Regions from separate parts of the Sus scrofa genome. Here region 1 is linked to region 2. Evidence: chromatin contacts called from public Hi-C data. All regions are on one chromosome and are shown on one strand. The core of a region is the stretch at or near the end of the contact, and the rest is flanking DNA. Distances in the headings are between cores, read along the strand shown. Region 1 holds the start of DDX52 (probable ATP-dependent RNA helicase DDX52). Region 2 holds the start of AATF (protein AATF).

The links. A called contact is a pair of places that touch in the nucleus more often than the background predicts.
Region 1: a contact with region 2 is called in a Hi-C map of liver, with 5 times the contacts expected there. The contact joins the promoter of DDX52 here to the promoter of AATF in region 2. A contact is called at or near these places in 2 of 47 Hi-C or Micro-C datasets (heart right ventricle and liver) and 1 of 2 datasets of contacts at active chromatin or transcription factors (alveolar macrophages).

Annotation. Positions count from the first base shown.
Region 1 is chr12:39,093,253-39,097,882 of Sscrofa11.1, forward strand. It overlaps DDX52 (probable ATP-dependent RNA helicase DDX52), which reads right to left and starts at 2,306. Exons shown (of 15, transcript XM_013989946.2): 1 at 2,092-2,306; 2 at 707-905. The coding sequence starts at 2,178.
Region 2 is chr12:38,460,185-38,465,198 of Sscrofa11.1, forward strand. It overlaps AATF (protein AATF), which reads left to right and starts at 1,625. Exons shown (of 12, transcript XM_003131707.4): 1 at 1,625-1,869; 2 at 3,288-3,479. The coding sequence starts at 1,779.

The DNA.
Region 1 (4,630 bases), core at 1,056-3,555, 630 kb after region 2:
CTAGCTGGGTTCATGAACTGCTGAGCCACGACAGGAACTCCAGGTCTTTTTTTTTTCACTCGTCTTGGTGGAAGGTTTTTATTAAACTACCTTGCAGCCAGGAAAGCAAAATGACTTTTACTACAACACCTTAACAGCCAAAATGTGGGAAAAAGTCAATGTTCATAACACAGGAACTTGTCAAATCAATTATGGAATACCCCTACAATACATAATGGGATACGCTGCTACAACTCAATGAACAAAGCATTGGACTTCCTATTGATACAATGTTTCTGGTAGACAATTCACAAATATCCAAATTTTAAATAAGTCTATTTGTTAAACTATGAAATTCTACTTCTAAATTTATCAGATATACCCACACATACCCAGCATGGGCATGGCTGTAGGAAGTCATTTTGCAGTTATCTGTTCAAAGAAAGAGGTATGCATACTCTTTACCCTTGAGTTCACTTTGGGGATGTTAATTACAAAAAATAAGTAAGTAAATAAATAAAATAATATTAATAATAATTGTACAAAAAGATATATGTACAAGTATCTTTATTGTATCTTTACCTTATCTGCAATCACAAGTACCTAGAAACATCCTGAATGCCATCAACTGACAAATGGCTGAATACTGTCTGATATGTAACCATAAGCTTGTATTATTTTTGTGACTGAAAAAACTAAAGAGAAAAAACACAAATCAGGCACTGACCTGAAGTCATCTTCTTCCTCTTTCTCTTGTTCTGCTCCCTCTTCCTTTCAGGGAGGCTCTCCTCTCTTTTCTCTTCATCTTGTAGCTCCTGACGCGTTCCTGATGCTCCACACTCACCTGGGACAGACTTCTTACTTCCAAAAAAGTCCAGTCCTTGCAGTGCCTCCGAGGAATCAAAGTCATATTTCCTTTTTCCTATCTAAAACCCCAAAAATGTGTAAATGAAATCTATGGACTGACTGGCATTTCACCCTGGCAGTACTGGCAAGTAAGGATATGGGTAAAATCACTCATCTTTTTTATTTCTCACCAAATATTTCTTGAGCTGACAAGTGTATCTGGGCAAATGGAATCCAAAATGTTACCTTTTCTGAACTTTTAACAGTAATAATAATAATGAAAATAGCCACCGAGACTTATAAACACTTATCAGCATAACACTGCAATCAGGCAGACTTCTAAGCATGTTTAGACATATTAAATTACTTGATCCTTCAACAGTCCTAACGAGGTAAACAAAAATATCACAGATGAGAAAAACGGAGACATTAAGAGGTTAAGTAACTTGACCAAGGTCTCAAAACTAGTAACCGGCAGACCTAGGATTTGAACCCGTTTCATATGGTTCCAGAGTTCAAACTCTTAACAATAACACTATACCATCAGTCAGAGTAAGAAGAAACACACATATTGCCCACACACAAATATGTCCCTAGTCCCAACACCAAGGTTGACACATTCAAGATTTTTCACGAAAGGGGCCCCAACTACTCCCGATTTACCACTCACTATTTTCCTATGTTAAGATCTCCCATTTCTTTTTTGGTCGCGCCTACAGGCAGGTTCCCGGGCCAGGGATCGAACCTGTGCAACAGCAGCAAACCAAGCGGCTGCAAGACAACACCAGCCGCGCCACAAGGGAACCACAGAACTCCTTTTTCTAAAACGCTCTTCTCATTGGTTCCTTAACACGTCGCGAAGTTGCGGGAATAAAACGCCCACCTAAAGCGGTACACGTGCGAACACAAACCCGGAGAGACTACAGTGAATGAATGTTCTCTCCGTTTTGGACTGTTTCTGTTTTTCAAATTCCTTTACCCTAGTTTCGGATAAAAGATTACTTTTTAAAGAAAAAATTCGAACTTTGAATAAACTCAATAGGGCGGCCAGGGATAAACGTGTCCGTGCTGGACCCAACTAAGTCTACAGAAGGATGGGTAGAGTTCATTCAGAAGGCTTGCAGTAAGCTGAACGCCAAAGAAGAGAAAATAACCCTACAGCCACGCCACAGGGTTTCCGACTGCCGGCTCCCCCAGCAGCTAGTTCCTTCTCCGGCCCCTGCCCCTTCTCAGTTACTCGGGTTCCTGACGCCCTGCACACAGTACCTGGAACCGTGCTGCGTCCGCCGAGAAGCGTCTCACGTCGAACTTGGCCCCGGCGCCCAGCCGGCGAAACAGATCGTGGGCATCCATCTTTACCCAGAAAGCTTTGCGGTCCCAAGGCGCCTGCGCAGAAGACTTCCTCTCCCAGAAGGTCTAGGTCTAGACCGTGGGCGGAAGTGCCTGGGCGGGGCGGAGCCTGGTGGCTGTGAGAGATCCTTTGTTATTCATTTGTTCTAAAAAAATATTTATGAAAATCGTCTTAATGCTGGTCCCTGTTCTACACCTAAAGGAATAGTTTGGTAAACAACACGTCGGGAATCTCACCTCGGAAAACTTCCATTTTAGTGAGGATATAAGGTATTAATAAGTCGAATAATTTCTTTAAGAGCAAAGTGCTGTGACACAGAACAGTGTAATTAATAGAGAAAGGAAAGAAGAGCTACTTTTAGGTAGGTGAGTCAGGTTCACTCTGATGAAGTGATATTTAATCTAAGAGGAGGCAGATAAACATATGCCTGAAGAAGGAAAAAGGTTTGGAACCTTGAGGAAATAGAAAGGCAACCAGGGTGACTGGAGCCAGGTTACCGTGAGGAAGCGTGGCACAGATAAGGTTGGAGGGACAAATGAAAACTAATCCTAGAGACTCATAACAAGGTCATGGAAAGGAATATGGATTTTAATATAAGCACGCTAGTGCAGCATGATCATCACGTTTCATATTCATTTTCTTCATTGTGTTTGTACCAAACAAAATTTATATGTGCATTGCCTCCCCTTTCTAGAATGAAGTCCAGGACCACAGAGATCTAATTTGCTTCACCACTGTATCTCCAATTTCTGTGTGCTCTCAATAAAGTTTGATGAACGAGTGACTGCTTCATAAAAGATTACTCTGGCTGTTTTAGAGAATGGACCACAGAAGGGATAAGAGTGGAAACAGAGAGGTCAGTTAAAGTAGCAGTGATGATGGTGGCTTGGATTAGGGTGGTATCCATGCTTTGGCGTTAAATGGATAGATTGGCATATATTTTGGAGGTAGATCTAAATGCACCTGATGACTTTCATATGGCTGGAATCGCTCCTGGGTTTTTGATTTCAAAGCTGGGGTAGATGGCATGCCATTTACTATGCTAGGAAAGACTGAGGGAAGAACAGCTTTTTGTGTGTGTGTGGATGAGGCATGGAGAAGTGGAATCACTTGGCATGGTTCAGACATGTTAAGATACCTCATTGACTTTATGTAGAGATGTCCAGGTAGATGGCTGATTTCACAAGTCTGAAGCTCAGGGGAAAAGGTCAGGGCTAGAAAAATAAATTTGGGAGTCATCAGCCTATAAATGGTACAATGGAATCATGTCAGGCCAGCATTTAGTTTGTTAAAATTGAGTTATACATATTCAACCAAAGAGTGTGAGAAATACTTTAAATTGTGTGATTCCTTTACACTCAAGGAAAGCAAACGTGGAGTGAAGATGAGATGAAGGATGTGAATCTGCTGCGCTCTCAGATGGATTCATTCAGTCCCTATTTCCCTCTTATAGTGGGAACATTTTAAAGATGTATCTTTAAAAATAAGTATTTTTCTTAAAACACGCCCCCTCTGTGAAAGCCCCAAGTACTTCATCTTTTGGTCAATAAAAACAATTTATCTCAACATGGGAGGAAAACAAATTGAGTATTTTAGGAAATAGAGTGTTGGTCTTCCATTCGGCCCATAAATATGGCCACAATCATATATAAAAATCAGTATCTGTGAAACCACACATACTGTACTTTATGGGTGACTTAGGAATTTCCAAGAATAATTCTACCTCCTGAGTTGTTTTTTTTTTTTTTTTTAAATGAGCTGACTTTGGAATCCAGTCCCTATGTAAGTGGTGACAAACCCACATCAAAAAGCATGAACTTAAATGTGATCACTTAGATTGTGTGAATTGGCAAGTGAAGGGGACCCAGAACTGACTTTTGGAGTACCCCAGCATTTAGGGATGAGGTAGAGAAGAACATACCTCCAAAACAAAAGTTTGAGGAGAAGAAACTGGTGAGGTAGGAAGGTAAAGGAATATGGTGTCATGGCAGCCAGATGAAAGTGTCAGGAAGGAAGTCCTGATCAGTTGTGTCAAAGGCTGTTGAGAGGCTGAGGACAAAGAACAGAGATCACAGCATTTGGCAACGTGGAGGTCACTAGTGACCTGATACTATCAGTTTCAGGGCATGGTGAATGGAGATGATCGAGTGGTATATGTGGAGAAATGGAGACTGTGATGAAGCCACCTCTTTCCAAAAGGTGCAGTACTGCTGGACATTGAAGACCCGTTTGAGTTAAAGACAATGAATTAAAAGAGAGACTAAGCAGCATGATTCAGCTGCTTGGATAAGGTTGTGAAGAAGTTGTATTGTTGGATTTAGCCAGGGTTAAAGTGTTTTCAGTAAATATGATAGACCCAAGAGGAAGGGGAAATCCCTAGGAATAGCTTTATTTATTAAAAATAATACTCTGGGGAGTTCTCTGGTGGTCTAGTAGTTCACCAGTGTGGCTCAG
Region 2 (5,014 bases), core at 375-2,874:
CTCCCTTTTCTTTACCCCAAGGCCAGGTTCCTGTATTAGCGTCCAAAATAGGGAGGGAAGAGGGCTGGGGGAAGTAGTTTCCTAAATCTGGGGTGAGGAAAACATTTTGGTCCTTTGAAGCCAAGGGTGATGGCTGTCCCAGCATGGTCATGCTTTTGCTCTGGAGGCCCCAGACGTGGGCACCAGGCTGCAATTACAAGGGATATGTTTGTTTGTTCCATTTTATTTGTTTAAGAGCTCTTTTCTGGACTGAATTCTATTGCAGATGGTAAAAATCCAAACCAAAACAAAACACTTTCCTTCACCCCAGTCCCCTGCCTAGGGTACCCCCCCATCCGAGCCTGGAATTCTTTCCCTTCCATGTCTGAGGGTGTCTACCCTGAGAGCCTTCCTTCCCCCCTGCAGCCTCCTAGACAGGGGACATAGGACAAGTGGTCTCTTCTTGCTCTCAACAATGGGGACCTATGAAGACTGGGGAAGTCAGGGACCTTCAGTTCCCTTGGGTTCCACAGGAGACACTGGAGAACGGAAGGTTTCCCAGGCGGTTCAGCTGTGGGATCCAATTAGCCTGAGCTTTTCCCAAGCAGGGCATAGGGTATCCCTAACCCTGTCTCCTGGATCCTTTTGAGGGAGTTTCTGTTTAGGGGCTTCTAGGTCCTTACAGGTGACCTCAAACAGATCCTGGAAAGACAGACCACTTTATACTTACCCTCATCAATCCTTTTTGCAGTTTCTGTTTACTTGTTTGGCCCCCTAGGCTGATCACCACCAGGAGAGAATCACTTACTCATCTCTATCTCATCTAACAGCGCCTGCCACATAGTGGGCAGTCAAGGAATGTTTGAAGAGGGAAAGAGGATGTGAAGGGATTTTATCTTTCCATGTGCTTGGCTACCGTTTCTTCTTTGGTCTTTATATTTGACTCTACCTGTGCCCCTTGAACTGTAGATCTGAGTTTTTCCGCTTTTGTGCGCCAGTTTCAAGCATCTGAGTGTGCCCTCATCTTTGAAGAACAGCAAGGATATTAATACCTTTTGGTGTGCACGAGTAATCTCCACTCCACCCCCATTTCCCTACCCAGACAAGGCTCCTCTGGAGAAGCTACAGAATCGACCTTTATTTATTCACAGCCATAGTGACTTCTATTATTCTTATTAATAAGGATGCAGCAGTCCACTGCACAGCTACGCAAGCCCATCCCTGAGGCAGGATTTCCAAGTCATGGCCACCGCGGGGTCAGGGGCGTGTGCCCGACCCCAAACTCCTCCAAATTATGAAATGCCAAACCTGCTTTTGATTCTAGTCTGTGCGTGCCCTAAAGCACGCGTGAAGCTCGAGGCGCTCACTCTTTACTCCTCCTCCCTAAATCAGCCACCAAGGGTCGCGGCTACACTATTCTTTACTTTTTAGCCAATCTCAGACAAATCTTCAAGCGTACTTTACTCAAAAAAAACACCGCGCATCGCAGTCTCGGCTCAGCGCCAGCGGCGGCCACGTGCTCTCGCTCGCTCCCGCTCGCTCCCGCGCTGCCCAACACGCCCCCTCGGCGCACGCGCACGCGCGTCAGCCTTCCGGGCGTTTCCGCTTTCATCCTAGCAACGCCCGTAGTGACGCACAAAGTCCCGCCCCCTCCCGCGAGTCTCCCGGAAGTTGCCGATCCGGAGCTGGGCGCCCGGCTCCGAGCGTCCCTGGCTGTGCTGGGGAGCAGTCTCCGGCAGGAGGACCCGGCAGGGAGAGGGCGACATTCACGAGCGCGGCGCGGGCGAGACCTGGTGACCATGGCGGGGCCGCAGCCTCTGGCGCTACAGCTGGAACAGTTGTTGAACCCGCGACCGCGCGAAGCGGATCCTGAAGCGGACCCGGAGGAGGGTGAGGCCTGACCGGGGCAAGACCACGTGCGGAGCTGTGTGTGGGCCGTGCCGGGTGCGGACCTGGGCGGCGTGTGAAGGGCCAGCTGCTGGGCCCCCGCCGCCAAGCCTTCTCTGTTTCCTCTTGCGCAGAGGAAAACTGCCTCCCAGAGAGTGTCCCCCGGGTCTGGGGAGGAGGGTTTCGGGATCCTGACGCTCACTCTAGACTTGGTGCTCCTGTGGGCGGAGCATCCGGAGGACTCAGGCTTCGGTTCACTGTTGGTGCAGGGCTGTAGCAGGGAGCCAGAGTCTGGTAGCAGGTTGGAAGTTATCTTTAAGGATGTCTTTAATGGCACTGCATTAGAAATGAGGAGAAGGAAGTCTCATTCCCCCCCCCCCTTTTTTTTCCAACTCTGCCTGCCCCTGAGAACTTACTTGGAGGATGAAGGAAGAAGTAGGCTTCTGTGGTGCCATTTAAGCCTTTTTAGTCCTCAACACACTTGCTTAGCTGCTGACGAATAAGGCTGCTGTTCTGTAAGATGAGGTTCAAGGTCTAATCCTGCTTTAGGCTTGAGTCAGAGAAGTGTGAGGAAGGGGGAATAAGGAGGGATAAATGTGAGTGCTGGACCGTGTCTTAGAAGTAAGCAGTTGAAGGAACTGGGGCTGTTTAGCTAGGATAAGCAAACTCCCTGAGGGATGGGCTGAAGTGAAGATAGAACATGATGATGGCCGACTTAAAATATTTGAGCGACAGTCACAGATGAAAGAGGAATTAGACCAGTTTTCTATGATCCAAAACATGGAAATAATCCTTCTAGTAGATGCAGAGAGTCAGCTTTTTGTTCTGGAACAGCAGCAGGAGAGTAAGTGGTCTGCCTTGGGAGGTAATGACTTTGCTGTTCTTGGAACTTGGCGGCTTTTTTTAAAGTGGCCACACCTGTGGCATATAGAAGTTCCTGGGCTAGAGGTCAAATGTGAGTTGCAGGCAAACACGCCACAGCCACGGCAACATTCGGCTGGGGCTGAATCTGCGATCTTTGCCTACCCCACCCCCCAGCTTTTGGTAAGGTCCTTAACCTGCTGAACCACAATGGAAACTCATGGTGGGGACTTTTTTTTTTCTTCTCTTTTTAGGGCCACACCTGTGGCATATGGAAGTTCCCAAGCTAGGGGTCAAATCGTAGTTTTAGCTGCCGGCCTACACTGCAGCTTGTGGCAATGCTGGATCCTTAAACCACGGAGCGAGGCCAGGGATTGAACCAGCATCCTCATGGGCTTCAGTTGGGTTTGTAACCTACGGAGACACGAGAACTCCCATGGTGGGGATTTTGTAGAGGACATTCAAGTATGAATTCAAAGCCTCGGCAGTGTTACCCAGTGTTACCGTTAAAGTTCCTTCTAATCTGAAGATTCTGATTACTTTCCTCCCCTTCCCCACAGCCACTGCTGCCAGAGTGATTGACAGGTTTGATGAAGGGGACGATGGGGAAGGCGATTTCCCCGTGGTGGGTACCATTAGAAAGCTGGCATCAGCCTCCTTCTTGGATACAGACAAGAGGTATTCTGGCAAGACCACCTCTAGAAAAGCTTGGAAGGAAGACCATTGGGAGCAGACTCTGCCAGGTTCATCTGGTGAGTAGACATTTGCTTTCTTTCCTAATTTATTAGGTTAAAATTTTTTTTAATGATCTCTGCAAAACTGGATGTCCTACCTATTATCTTAGGAGAAACCATTGGTTTGGCATTAGAAAGAGCCCTTCTAAGTACTTAATTTCACTTCATAAGGAATCTAAAATCTGGAGCTCTTAAATTGGTATACTTTTTTTTGTTTGTTTGTTTTTTGCCATGCCCGAGGCACATGGAAGTTCCTGGCCCAGGGATCAAACCTGCGTCACTGCAGTAACCTGAACTGCTGCAGCGACACCATCAGATCCTTAACCCACTGCACCACAGGGAACTCCTGAATTGCATTGTTTCTGATGAACATGCTGCTCATGAATTTTGACCCTTTTCCTTTGATTTTTCACTTTTTGCTCAGTCACTGTAATTTGTGACACTCATTTTTTGCCGTTGTAAAAATTTCATAGCGCTTTCCTGTTCTCTGCAAGAGTTAGGAGGATGTGAGCTTATAGTTTTAAGGATTGTGAGTTTCTTAGAGTGGAGGAAAGGGCCGGCTTTGGTGGTTATTGAGTGGATGCCATTTGTTTTCCTTTAGAGAGGTCAGAGGTACCATGTTGAGAATCCACAGATAATATAAAAGAAACAGTCATTCATGTTAGGATATCCATGATTTAGTCCTTGATACAGTTCTGGGGGCTCCCACATGATAAGCTTATTTCATATTCTTTGCTTAGAGACTGATAAACAGACCAATCCTGAGACCAATATACTATTTATTGAGCTCACCATGTATCAGGCACTGTGGCAACTCTTGAAGTTCTAAGAGCCTGGGGCGTGGTAACTTGTCAGAAAATATTATCACCATTATCATTATAGGTAACATCTCATTTAATCCTCCTCATAGCCCTGTGAGGTTGGTACTGTTTGTCTCCAAATAAGGAAATTGAGGGGATGTGAAATAGCTTGCTCAAGGTCAGATAGCTAGTAAGTGCAGGCCGGCCCTCAAGTAAGGCAGTCTGATTTTTTTTTTTTTTTTTTTTTTTGGTCTTTTTGTCTTTTTTAGGGCTGTACCTGCAGCATATGGAGGTTCCCAGACTAGGGGGCCAATTGGCACTGTAGCTGCTGGCTTACACCACAACCACAGCAACTCGGCATCCGAGCCTCATCTGTGACCTACACCACAGATCACGGCAATGCCAGATCCTTAACCCACTGAGTGAAGCCAGGGATCAAACCCACGTCCTCATGGATACTAGTCGGGTTCGTTAACTGCTGAGCCATGACAGGAACTCCCAGGCAGTCTGATTCTAAGAGCTGTACTTTTTTTTTTTATTTTAATGGCCACACCAGCATATGGAAGTTACCAGGCCAAGGACTGAATCCAAGCTGCAGCTGTGATCCACCCCACAGCTGTGGTAACGCTGGATCCTTTAACCCACTGCACCCAACTCAAGCAGCTGCAGTTGGAGTCTTAACCCAGTGAGCCACAGCGGGAACTCCTAAGATCTATACTTTTAACTACTACTCTATGAGAATATTCCTTTATC